Linked DNA regions of Mus musculus: region 1 is linked to region 2. A link is a contact called in public HiChIP or PLAC-seq data. All regions are on one chromosome and are shown on one strand. Each heading gives the region's core, a stretch centred on a gene start, on an enhancer-like site or on the middle of the called end of the contact. The rest is flanking DNA. Distances are from core to core; before and after follow the strand shown.

Evidence for each region. HiChIP or PLAC-seq counts read pairs in DNA pulled down with a chosen protein or histone mark.
Region 1: a contact with region 2 is called in an H3K4me3 HiChIP or PLAC-seq map of embryonic basal ganglia, with 2.8 times the contacts expected there. The contact joins two enhancer-like sites. A contact is called at or near these places in 1 of 15 datasets of contacts at CTCF or cohesin (embryonic stem cells), 2 of 484 Hi-C or Micro-C datasets (embryonic stem cells and forebrain), 16 of 115 datasets of contacts at active chromatin or transcription factors (the HPC-7 cell line, embryonic basal ganglia, embryonic forebrain and 10 more) and 2 of 9 other capture datasets (adipose tissue and liver).

The regions. Positions count from the first base shown.
Region 1 is chr1:135,668,778-135,672,308 of GRCm38.p6, reverse strand. It overlaps a transcript of Nav1 not described here. Among named protein-coding and RNA genes, the nearest start is that of Gm32835, 18 kb to the left of the region's middle. Within about 2 kb of position 1,713, at least 151 of the 459 cell types and tissues checked have an H3K27ac peak or open chromatin away from gene starts, as enhancers often do. A contact at or near this core is called in embryonic basal ganglia, where this site is marked.
Region 2 is chr1:135,517,188-135,520,685 of GRCm38.p6, reverse strand. All of the region lies in intron 3 of Nav1 (neuron navigator 1), which reads left to right. The region is part of intron 2 of Gm32940 (a long non-coding RNA gene); the gene reads right to left. Among named protein-coding and RNA genes, the nearest start is that of Gm32940, 6.9 kb to the right of the region's middle. Within about 2 kb of position 1,840, at least 16 of the 459 cell types and tissues checked have an H3K27ac peak or open chromatin away from gene starts, as enhancers often do. A contact at or near this core is called in embryonic basal ganglia, where this site is marked.

The DNA.
Region 1 (3,531 bases), core at 464-2,963, 150 kb before region 2:
CAACCCTGGGAGATGGTTAAGGCTTGCTTTTAGGTTGTCTGCCCTCCATGGGGAGCCCACACTGACTGCATCTTCTCCCCGAGCACCGTCCTCTGCTGGCGGTGACTTGCCAGCAGATATCTCTTCATCGTCCCAGTTTCTACATGAGTTCACCGTGGCCCACTTGCTCACACCCCTTACACTGGGAAGAACAGGCCATTGCCCAGGAAACCGCTGGCTGCAATCCAGTCCCTTTACTGTAATCATGTTGAGAAAAAAGGCAGGCATGACTTTGCTTCGGCAGGAATTAAAAGATGAAGGGAAGAAGGAAGGGGACACCAAGGTCATTTCTATGGCTCTTGTAAAAAGACAGAGGATGCCTCGGAAGCTGAAGAAGAGATGCTGTCTCTGTGCTGTGCTGTGTGGCACCTGAGATGTGGTCGCTGTGTTGTGCTGTGCTATATATGGTATCCAAAATGCTGTCTCTGTGCTATGCCGTGTGGCTCCTGAGATACCGTCTTTGTGCTGTGCTGTGGTGGCAATGGAGCCTTATGTGAGGCATTCAAAGGGGCAGAAAGGAGGCAACCTAGGGTTCCAAAAAAAAGCAGATGAAAAACAAAGCAAACAGCACCAGTAAAGAGGTCTGGATGGATGGCTCAATGGTTAGGAGTTCCTGCTACTCCTCCCAAAGTTCTTGTTTGCCTCCCAGCACCCACCTTAGGTGGCTCACAACTGCCTGTAACTCCAGCTCTAGGGGATCCAGCGCCCTCTTCTGGCCATGCACAGGGCTTACACTCATATATCATATGCATACACATACATAAAAATAAAATATAATAATAACAACATAAAGCCAGTATCAGAGTAAGGGGGAAATAGAATTGTGTTTCTATGCTTCTGATACTTCCTAGGTGTGTGTTTTTGTGTCTGACTTTGTTTGTGACTTAGAATATACCATGTGCCATGTGCCTGTTCCTGTCTCTGAACCTTCATCTGTAACAGGGAGCTAACTCTAACCTAGCTCACCGGACAGCCTAGCTTATGGGGACATCTGTATAACAGAGTCTGTGTAATAACACACTTAGCTTAGCACCTGGCTTGCAGAAACCAGAGATTATTGACAAATAGTCGCTCACGGACAAGACACTTGACCTTCTGAGACCCGACCCTCCACTCTGTAAACTGGGGTTTGACTCTGGTTCCCTTTGGGCCTGCTGAGAGACTGTGGCTGCAGATGTTGTGGCATAAGATGGGTTCTCAGTGAATGAGTGCTTCCTTAGGGAATGCTTGAAGTTCCCCTTTGGGGTGACCAGAAGCAGATCCCTGTCCCCTGAGAAGCCCACACTGTGGCTTTCAAGTCTCTGCATGGGATGGAGGCTTAGGATTTTCCTCTGGCAGGGGTAGCATCTCAGACAGGAGAGGCTGAAAGAGTTTTGAGAGACATGAGAGTATGCTGTAGCCGGATGAAGGCTTTCACAGAAGGTGTGGCCAGAGTGCAGAAGCACTGGCCTCCTCTCTCCTCCAAGGGTTTGGTTTAGAAGTTGTCAAGGACCACAAGCTGTTCTTCCACTTCCTTTTGAGCAGGGCCTAAGTCATCTGGCGCCGACTGTATCATAGAGGCCTTGGGAAGAGATGGTGCAAAAGGAGATAGGAAATCTGGTTCACCCTTTGTCTGCGTGTCTGTGCATCGTTCTGTGGCTACCACTAGAGGGCGCAGTTGCCCAGCACAACCCACAGGATTCCCACGCCCTCCTCTGCAGCAGCCAGCTGGCCCCTGCGTCATTTGGGCTGGGAAAAGCAGCGAGGCTTACCCACTCAACTCTACACTAGATGAAAGACGGGGGTGGGTGAGAGCCTCGGGTGGGGCAGCCCTGCACTGTATGGGAAAACTAGGCGAGCAGAGGACTTTAACGGCCTAGAGAGCAGAGCTGGGTCTGTTACCCTCAATGGTGTTTAAGACTTTGATTCTTGGCATAGGCTCTATCTATAGAACTACCCCTGTCCCACAAAAACAAACAAACAAACAAACAACCTCAGTTTTTCTCTTTATTCTCCTGGACTATCAAGTATGTTGGGTGATTTCAAACAGACTTAGATGGTGTTGGTTGGCAAAAACAAACCGTCAATGTTGTCTAGTCTGGCTGTCTCTGGAGTCTTCTTTTCTTGCGGTTACTGGGACCCGCAGCCAGAGCCAGCTTTCCCTCCCCTATCAGCACAACCCTCCTGTGTGGCTCTGCTAACTTGCCCACTGTAGATGGATATAACCCGCCCCAAACTACCATTTGCCTTAGCCTTGGGCTTCCTTGGCTGATGACCAACAGAACTCGTGCATCTGCAGTAACTGGAGGAAGTACAGGAGGAACTGGGATAAGCCTAGGACCCTGGTTCCCTGCCAGAGCCCTTGGCCGTAGCGTGCCTGGAGAGGCAATGATTTAGTGAGACCCTGTCACCTAGCTCTTCAAGTCTCAAGCTGCTGATGCCATAGGAGGATGCCGCTGTGTCTATAAACCCATCTCTGGGGCTGTGTAGCTGCCTTTCTCTTTCCCTCTCTGCAGACCCTCTCTTTGGGAGTGGAGGTACTGCTAAGCACTCACCGTGGTCTTCATATGGTCCACTGGGGTCTTTGGCTCTATGCCATAAGCTGGGTCTCCCAGGGCTCTGAACAGTGATGGACAGACCAAGTTGCTTCCTATCCTCGGAGCCCCAGAGTAGGCAGTGGGCTGGGGGCAGGGGAGGCGGGGCAAATGAATCCAGCATTCCATAGGCTTCCAAATTGTGTGCCTCTGTACTTGCTCTTTCCAAGAATCCTACACAACTACCTAGAGTCTGGTCTGGGGCCAAGCTGGAGTCCTTTCATCCCGAGCCTTCTCCCCCAGAGACCACCGAACTGCAAAGCCTGGACCACAGCTTGCCTCTGCACCGTGAGGGCTCCTCTAGCAGAAAGACGAGAGTCCTTCTGAGAGCCTCCTCCTGACTTTACCCAGACAGGGTTAGCAGACCATCTGGTTCCAGTGTAATATGGTCAGGGAGGCCGTCCTAGATGCAGCGATATTTAATATTAGAGGATATGAACAGGAAGATGAGCTGGTTCCTAGTCAGGATGATAACACAGGAAGAGATGAATCTGCTGCAGTCATACACGGGGCCACCCAGAGGCAGGGTGTGGTCCCATCTGACTTTGCATCCAGGGTCTGCTGCTTACTGGCCGTGACTGTGAACGAGACCTTCCAGTGCTTGCTAAGACTGGATGTGTCTGACACTGGCATTAGAGTGGGCATTATATACGAACTGACTTATTTCTCTTTCTTCTGTTTTCATTTTTGGGCTTTTCTTCTGGGTCCTTTATTTCTAGACTCCGGAAGCTCCCCAGGGAAAGAGATGGTCCTCCCTACCCACCTCAGGCAAAGCCCTGCCTCTTCAACAGTGGGTTGACTTAAGGTCTAGGGCGGTGTCCCTGGCTTGTCTCAGGATCTCCATATCTTGATGCCCAGATTGGGAGTTCTCTGCAGCTAGGGGCTGTGCTTCCCCTATCAGCCTCTTATGTCTTAGTCA
Region 2 (3,498 bases), core at 591-3,090:
GGGCTTCCCTGGGAGTGAGAACTTATTCTGACCCTTTTCACTTACGCCTGCGATGTTCTCCGTTGGCAAATGGGACCCACATGTGGCTTGGGATCTGGGTCATGAGCGCAGCATCATGAGTACAGCATGTAGCTATGCACAGAACTAAGCTAATTGTAGGAAAGGAGAGATGGCTCAGGGGCTGGGTGCTTGCCACTCTTCCAGAGGATCTGAGTTCAATTCCTAGCACCCGCATCAGGGTGGCTCACACCTACTTTTAAGTCCGGCTCCAAGGATTCTGACATCTTCTTCTGGTCTCAGAGGGCCCTTGCACCTCATGTACATAAACATATACACACATGCACAATTAAAAATAGAATAAGGGCTGGTAAGATGGCTCAGTGGGTAAGAGCACCCGACTGCTCTTCCGAAGGTCCAGAGTTCAAATCCCAGCAACCACATGGTGGCTCACAACCATCTGTAACAAGATCTGATGCCCTCTTCTGGAGTGTCTGAAGACAACTACAGTGTACTTACATATAATAAATAAATCTTTAAAAAAAATTAAAAAAAAATAGAATAAATTTACAAAGAACAATCTAAGAACTAAGCTCACCATGCTCAGGTTACGGGGTGACTCTGGCCTTTTCCCCATTGTGACCTGGCTCACTCAAACATTGCTTACACGGGAAGGGTGGTTTGGGCTGGTATCTTAGTTCCCTGTGTGCTACTTTAACACCATACCACAAAGAGGTCATTTATGAAGAACAGAGATTGGTTTATTATATTTCTGGGAGATGGGAGTCCAAGACTGAAGGGCCAGTCTGCTAAGGACCTTCTGTGGGGGAAGTAGAGGGTCAAGAGAACATAAGTGAGAGTGAGGACATAAGTGAAAGAGAGGGCTTAACTCCTGCTTTATCAGGAACCCACCCCCATTGGAACTAACCATGGAGAGATGGCTCAGCGATTAAGAGCACTGACCATTCTTCCAGAGGTCCTGAGTTCAATTCCCAGCAACCGCATGGTGGCTTACAACCATCTGTAATGGGATCCGATGCCCTCTTCTAGTCTGTCCTGGTGTGTCTGAAGGCAGCAACAATGTACTCACATATATAAAATAAATAAAATCTTTTTTTTAAATGTCCTACATTTTAACGCCGGCACACTGAAGATTTTCCAGCACGGCCCTGTATCTTAGGTGACACACTAAGGCATATAGGTGAGCACCTGTGGAGTGAGCAGATCTAGGGCACAGATTGCATGGGGATGCGTAGGGTGTGCACAGGTTGTTGCCATGGGCACCTGAGGCGTAGAGATTTCTAAGTGGTTAATGACCCTACATGGGTCAAAGAAGTGTGGCTGTTTCTCCTTCAGCTCCCACTCATTATTGAATGTAGCAGCTCCTGGAGATACCAGCTGCAGCTCTTTGAACCTGTTCTGGCTGGGTCCCAGACATAGGTTCCTGCAATTGTGTCAGGTGCATGTATGAGGTCAGTGGGGAGAGGAGAGTAGTGAGACACAGACACCACTAAAGAAAAGTAAGAAGGGTCGGACGGAAGGAGTGTGTAGAATCAGAATAGAAGGGGCTAATTTCAGAGAGCCCTCGGCTCTCAAAATTCCACTTAATTCTCAAAACATAATAGTGGACCATTCTCTGTCTGCAGAGTTAGTGTGTGTCTTACGCAGTGTTTCTCAAAACCTGGAGTAAGCCAGGTAGGTATTCCAGAGGGGCTGCTGGATGCATGCTTGTGTTTCCATAGCAACAGATGCTGACTTGGGAGGGGCCCCTCCTCTGGGTGTCCTAGTAACCTACAATTGAGCTGCTGAGCTTTCACTGGGTGTGATGACGTGCAATTTGGCTGACAATCAGGGAGGATAGGCATCGAAGAAAGCTGTTGAGATGGGTATGGCTTTGCTCTACCAGCCCCTCCCACCTGTCTCCCGGTCCATTTGTCTCTCCTCTTTAACTGCCAGCCTCCTCCTTTATTCCCCAACCCATATGTTTGGTGGTAAGCCAGCTGGGCTTCCGTGTGCCTGAAAGTTTCCTGCAAGCTGAGATCGCCAAAAGAGCACACATTTGGAAGTTTGATAGGTTGGGTCAGATCTCATCTCTGAGGCTTCAAGGAGAGCTGTTTGTTCTAAGGATAAATGACAATATGGGACTAGGATTATTGTTGGAAGGCAAAGAACACAATGTATATAAGGTACTTGGTATGCAGTAGGTGTTCAGTGTATGTAAGGTATGTGGTATACACTAGACGCTCAGTAAATGTTTATCCCCCTTCTCATGTTTGACTTTCTAGAACTCCAAAGCAACACAAGCCATCTTTGAAATAGAATTTTCCTGCTGAGGTGGCAGTGCTTGTTTGCCACACTCATCATTTCAAAACCCCCTCTCCTCGGGGAGCCTTCCTTAATTTCCCCTCGTTACAGTGGGATTGCTATCTGACTCTGGGCTGCTCCAACCCTCCAGTGCATACTTTATACTACAGTAATTTGTGCTTTTATGATTCCTTGACAATTGTAAAGGAACAGCTTATGAAACATTAACATGGAATTATCTCATTTAATCTTAACAACAGTATGAATTCGATATTCTTTACCTTGATTTACAAGCTAAGAAACAGGAACTCGGCCTAACTGGATGGTGGGATTCCCTAGCTTCAGAGTGGCAGAACCAGCGCAAAGCCCAGCCCCCCACCCCCCACTCCCATTCCAGTCTACCACTGCCTTGCTATGTGTATCTTGTTTCCCTAAAACCTGGGAACATGTCACAGGAGGGGTCCCAGGCCTTCCACTATGGCAGCTGCTTTCCCAAGACAGAGACTATGGCTTCTTCTGTCAGCAACTTGGGTTCTCAGGCCCTGCTGCCGAACACCCAGAGACCCTTCTGGCATGCCCCTAAGCAACCTCTCCATCTTCCTCACTTTGGGGAGCCACAAAGTGGCCACAACTGGGAGCTCTGGGCCAGGCAAAATGAGCAACCCAAGCTTCTGAATGTCTGTCCTTGTTTGACTCCCGCTCAAAGACTTAGCTGTCCCAGGGTATTCCCGAGGGGCCAGCTCAGGCCCCTGGGCTATCAGATGTCTCTGGCCAGGCAGCAAAGGACCATTCACTGCAGCTGAAGAAAGACCAGCAGACCAAGTAGGAGGTTTACCCACCAACCTCTCTTCAGTAGGGTGCACCAAAGAGGCCGAAGACCGTTATTCTTGCTTCTCGAGGTGCAGGCACCAGGAGATGCATAGAAGTCTGGATTTGAAAAGCAAAGCAGAAAAGAGAGCTCCAATGCATGTGGCTATGTCAGGAATGGATAGACACTCACTAAATATAGGTGGCAGGCTCATGGAGAGAGGGTCTGAGAGGGTGCCATCAGAGCATGTGCCACAGATAGAGCGGAAGCTCAGTGCATACCCAGGTGTGGGAGGGGACATCTAAGCGAGTGCGAGAGGTGGCTGGACATAGAAGCAATGTGTGTGCAAGGTCGCCTGAGGATGCACAGCCACTTATTCACAAGTCTGT